Linked DNA regions of Triticum aestivum: region 2 is linked to region 1. A link is a contact called in public Hi-C data. All regions are on one chromosome and are shown on one strand. The core of a region is the stretch at or near the end of the contact, and the rest is flanking DNA. Distances in the headings are between cores, read along the strand shown.

What was found. Hi-C and Micro-C count contacts between places; a contact is called where the count stands out from the background.
Region 2: a Hi-C map of leaf shows a contact between it and region 1, with 5 times the contacts expected there. The contact joins the promoter of LOC123092755 here to the promoter of LOC123092753 in region 1. A contact is called at or near these places in 4 of 5 Hi-C or Micro-C datasets (leaf and root).

The regions. Positions count from the first base shown.
Region 1 is chr4B:466,980,282-466,983,258 of IWGSC CS RefSeq v2.1, forward strand. LOC123092753 reads right to left here and starts at 1,477. Exons shown (of 6, transcript XR_006444839.1): 1 at 1,272-1,477; 2 at 268-729; 3 at 1-183.
Region 2 is chr4B:467,167,795-467,170,771 of IWGSC CS RefSeq v2.1, forward strand. LOC123092755 (putative HVA22-like protein g) reads left to right here and starts at 1,435. Exons shown (of 7, transcript XM_044514577.1): 1 at 1,435-1,717; 2 at 1,790-1,838; 3 at 2,690-2,788; 4 at 2,880-2,936. The coding sequence starts at 1,807.

The sequences.
Region 1 (2,977 bases), core at 227-2,726:
TCGTCGATCATCAACATGTGGTTCACAACCTTGTGAAACTCAGGTCTGAACTCATTCTTCTTCATGCACAACGGACCCAGACACTCCTTTGCTTTCTCAGTATGTGCCATTTGCACCATCTGTGCACACTGTGTGGATACACTTTGGCAATGGCCGGCTTAGCTATGATATAGTCTGCAAAGACTGTCAAAAACAACTAGTCAGCTATATCAAATGCAAGAAAACCAGAAATGAATATTGCCGCCCCAAGTTAGTACAGTGCAAAACCTATGAGTATTGTTTTTGGAGCAGGTCCACCCATCATAATAAGAAATTGTGCAAACACCCACTCAAAACTTTCTACTTGCTCGTCCGTGCACATCAAGTCCACATAATAAATAATCCATGTTAATCCCTCCTGTCAGAAAGCACTGTCATCGAAAACAAAATTCAGATGAACACAAATATCTCTCACCAAAGAGCCATACACGATCTCTTGCACTAAATTGGTTCTCTCAGGATGCAGTCTACTCTTGCCATACCATATCCCAAAGCCAACCTCCGCTGAACAAAAGTTGTCAAAGTCATACGCCTCACCCAACTAGTCGAAACTCAAACCAAGTTCTGGTTTCACCACACTCTTAGTAGGTTCTTCTGTAAATTTGCGGATAGATTGCTTGAGGCCACTCATCCGTGAGGCACATGGGCTTCTATTGTGTGTGTGGGTGGGCGGCACTGTCTAGCCTCAACCTGAATTTAACCAAACCCACGTTTTAATTTTAACAGTAAATGAACATTCAAATTTACAGAAATCACATACTGTAATATTAGAATTGCACTAGACATTTATCACAGGATGCGAACATACTGCAATATTCAACCATGCCACCTGCCTTCTGAACATTCTTAGTTGCCGAGCAAAATGATGGCCACGTTGAACTGAGAAAAAAAACTCTGCATTATCTCGTGCACCTAGGGGCATCCGGTTTGACCTTCCCCGAGGATTGTGCAGAAATGTCGGCGAATCATTCTTCCTTCGCCGGATCTCACATTCGGACCTCCTAGGGCTGCCGTCGCCTAATTGCCAGGCGGCCCAGGCCCGCAGTTTTGATTCGCCGGCGACTATCGGGTCTGCATCTTCCAAACTATCGGCTAACTCCTACCTAAGTGGAAATCTGCGACCCAGAACGGAGTTACCGGCGGCCGGGGATGGGGGAATTCCGTGGATTACGCAAACAAATTTGTATGAATCACACAGATCCGGGGAGGAGCGCTGGTGTAGGAGAACTCACCGGTCTACTGAATCCAGCAGGAACTCCAGCCCGTCAGCTTCCATCGCGGCGCCCCCGGAAGAAGCAGCAGCCGCCGCACGACTCGTCAGCTACCCCCACGAACCCTCCACAACGACCAGGTGTGACGGCTCAGCTTTCCTGTAACGTCTGAACCACGGCCCATGACCACCGCGCGCTACGAAAAGGGCCCACCTGAGCGCACTGCAGCGGGGCGTATAGGTCTCGTATCCTTATTTTTTCCTGGTTCAACTCTGCCACGTCTGACACACTATCTACGATCCCAACGCACTAACCAAAGGATCAGATTTCAGGGTCATCTGAGCCCGAGCACCAAATCGCCTCGTCCCCATTATTCATCTTTTACACATGCTTGTGAGAGATAATCTCACCATTCCTTTACAAGAGGTGAGAAAAAATAAATTCATCAATTCCATCTCTCCAAGCAAACATGAGATTTAACAATTAGATATATAATTGAAATCATCTCATTCAAAGGGAATGGAACCATCACACAACATTCGCCCTGTTCTGCAAGCAAACATGCCCTAAAGAAAACTAGAATTATGGAGGAAAATACCCCCCTTCTGACAAAATAAGAAATCAGAAATTATACAAAATGGAAGAGTAGAGTTCGCCGTTGGATTCTCGGTTCTCTCATCGAAATAGTTTTCCTCGTGACATCACGCTAGCTCTTCTTTTTCGAAAAGTCCTCCAGTCTGTTAATAATTTGCAATAGCAGTACAAAGATCCCCAAAAGTAACAAAAATTATAACTAGATCATTGGACCATCTAGAGACAAATACAAGCACTGGTTCAAGCCAAAGGTAAACCGTCGCCATCTCTTTCCCTCACCAAAGCCAGGGAAATCTTGTTGTAGTAGACAATCAAAAAATCACCGTGTCTCCAAATGAGCAGCGCACCAGAACAACAACCACCATCGAGGATGAGAAGTGTAGATCGAAAAGGCCATCCATGCAAACAAATCAACGAAAACATGGGCTGGCTGAATCCAAAGCAGATTCACCAAAATCCATCGCCGACTAGATCAAAGAAGATTTGACGTAGACACACCTCCACACGCCGTCCGTCGACACTAGGCGCATTGTCCGAGCGGAAATCAGATGGGAGGACATTATTCTAACCCTGCAGTGACGCCACTGCCCTTGACCAAGACACTAAAACTACCTAATGCAAGGACATGATCCCTCCTACCAAACCGGGGGGGGGGGCACCGGAGGCGGCGTTGGCGAGGAAGATGGAAACCCTAATCTTTTCCCGAGTCGCGTGTGAAGTAAGAGGGCAACTGTTGCCAACAAATCGTATTTGCCAAAACTGAATTCAGTGTGGCTAGATCCCAGTCAAGTGACATAATAACATGTGAGAAAGAAAAAAAAATTGGACGGGCCTCAATGCAAAATCTTACGAATATAACATCGACTGAGGCATAATCAAGCCTATGTAGGCCGGGGCGAACCCCCCATTTCGAAAAAAAAAAATCAAGCCTATGTGGACTGAGATTTAACAAGACCGATCTTCTTTTCCCCAACCCAGAGGCAGGAATAAGAAGCGGCGAAACTGCCTCGTTTTATTAAATAAACCAGAGATAGTTCTCCAATTATTCAGAGGAAAGACATGTACGACCTGGCTGCGAACACAGGCTGAGAACCAGTGAGAGCCTGAGAAGATCCATTTGATGAGACTACCCA
Region 2 (2,977 bases), core at 185-2,684, 190 kb after region 1:
ATAGATTAGCTACTACTATCTCGACCGATCGATCGACCAACAACCACATTTCCCTCACCACCAACAGATCATCCCAGCCGCTCGCGCGCGCACGCAACGCCCGGAAGAGACGGTACATATAACATATTGATGGTGCCGCCGGGATCTGACCGGCGATGTGAAGCGCGCATGTGCACGCACAGTGAGAAAGTGGAGGGAGCACGTACTCCTTCCTCCTCCTGCTACTACTCGGGCTTCTTTGATTCAAAGGAATTTTATAAAATTTCTGAAGGATTGAAGTCCTTAGGATTTTTTCCTATATTGGTCATTTGATTCATAGGATTGTATCCCATAGGAATTTTTCCTATGAAATCTTTTGTACTACATTTCATAGGAAATTTAACATCCACTCCAACCTTTTTTTACAATTCTTTTGTTTTTCCCGTGGCATCAAACAATCATTGCTAATTCTATAGGATTTAAATGGGCATGCCACTCCAACCCTACACTTTTCCTATTCCTACGTTTTCAAAATCCTACGAATCAAAGAGGCCCTAGGCAGGCCACCATGCATGCATGGCCACGTTGCGGCCCGGGCGCGCGTCCGGACCAGTGGTCACGTCCCTCCCTCCCGGCACGTACGTGCGCGGTGTGCAGCCAGATCGACCGCCAACCACCGGTGTGTCCCTCTGCTGCCTGTCCGATCCACGCGCGCGGCTGTCATTCCAGATTCCACCGACGCAGGCACAAGAAGCTCACCGCACGGATCTGCGCCGTGCCCCCAAAGCGCTCTCTTCACCCTACCCGCTCCGCCCCGCTCGCTTAACCACTTTGCCACTCCGGTGAGTGGCGCTTTTTAGCCTTTTTGCAGTGCAGGTTAAAGGCAAAGCACATGCACCTACGCCTACATGGGCTCACCTGCATGTCATGTCGACGGAGCCTGTGCTGTGTTGTGTTGCTTGGATCCTATGCAACGCCTCACTCGATGAAAATTGCTTTATGTCGGTAGTACCGTCGTCTCAAGAACAGAACCGAACCTCATCTGAATAATTGCGAGAATGATTACCGGAGAGAATCATCAAGGCATGATATCCATTATTATGCTGCACTCGAAGTAAAACGACCCAATTATCACCTCACCTGACGCACAACCAAAACGACATTTTCTTTTGAAAGAATTTTTTTACCTGTTCTTGATTTCGACAGAGTTTAAACCATCCCTCCTGGAGAGTTTCTGCGTTGCGAAGAGGCCGACTGCTAACGGCCGGATAAGGGGAATGAAGTACGGTGGCATATACTATACGAGTTTATATGTATAAAAAAGTACACAGCGTTGAAAATTCCTGCTTATGTGGCAACAAATAAAAAGAAAAGAAAAGAAATCCCGGTTACCCAAGGGAGCGAGACAGGGGACGCTTAAAGAAACGTCCCCAGGTCCATCCACTCAATAGACCTGATAAAATAAGGAAACAGAGACCCAGCAAGGGAAGGGGTCCGTCGGGGTGGTTAGAGTCCAAGAGCCGACGGCGAACGTGCTCTCCTCTCCTCTCCTCGCCTCCCCTCCGGCTCTCTCTCCCCCTCTCCGCATTCCGTCCCACCGCATTCCGGGTATATTTAGCCGCGGCACAGGAGGGATAACCTCCCTAGAGGCAGGAGCGGGGAGGCGCGCGAGCACCCGGACGGCCGTCTCCACCGTCGCTTCTCCGGCCGCCTTCCGTCCAGATCCCTCTTCGCCCAGGTTTTCCTCGCCGTCCCCTTTCCGGCGCCGGTGGTGTCCTCTGACTTGTGCTCTGGATCTGGGTGCGCGCAGACGGTCGGTCGGACAAGATGATGGGCGGCTTCGTCTCCAGGATCCTCCTGTAAGCAGTCGCCTCCCCCCTCCGTTTGAATCTTGAAATTTGAAAACGTGGTCCTGCCAAATTTGTCATTTTGGGCTTGAAAAGAAACTGATCCGAGGCGGCATGGGCATGCACTTTTCTTCTCATTTTCTTCAAATCATAATGCATTGGTTGCTGGTTGGTGCCCGTTCAGAGGGCTCGGAGTACTATTTTGCTTCTTTTTTTAAAAAACAAATCGGGAGATGCCTTGCTTCCTGTCGATTTGTCAACCCGCTTCCCCGGCGTGAAATACGGGCCGGACGCATTCACAAGTTTATAATATTTATTATGCTACATGTTTATTGCCTCAAGGTCGAGGAGCATGGGATTAATTTTTCAATGCATTGCACAACGGTCAAATGTTCTCTTTGCTTACATTCTTATACAGATTTATTCTTTTTGAATATTCTTGTCTTGGCACGTTGATTTAATTTTGATTTCTGCCAGTTCATGTCAAACTCACTTTTCAGGCTTGTTTTGAAACAAGCTCACAAATGTAAACCAACATTGCCCCCACCGACATCTTTTATCGAGATCTGCCTCCATATTAGGCCATGTTTGTTCGTGTTCTTTCAGGCAAGTGCCTCGAAAAATCAGTCCGTTGAAGGATGCTGAGAAGCTCAAATTCAGTGCATCTTCAAAATGGCTAATTGATCCACTTTGTGGATTATTGTAAAGCGGATCAAAGTGTAAAATAAAACAATTTCTTCTTCTAAGTCAAATCACGTGGAAAAGAACTTGATAATAAATCATGGATATTATGTTTATAGCGTGTGGTAGTCAATAAATACTTGCATTTTAGTTTTGGTGTTTGACGCACAATTTACATGCAGGCTGGTTTTTGGCTATGCGTATCCTGCATACGAGTGCTACAAGACTGTTGAACTGAACAAACCTGAGATCGAGCAACTCATATTCTGGTGTCAGTACTGGTAAGGTGGCTCCTTCAGTTATATGATTACAAGTTCACAGCATTAGCCTAGGGGAATAATTTGCAAATTTTGTTATGTTTCTTGTGTCTAGGATTTTAGTTGCCCTTATGACGGTTATGGAGAGGTTTGGAGATTTAACAATATCATGGTAAGACTACCAAGGATTGCATTCTTTCATCAGCTCTTTGG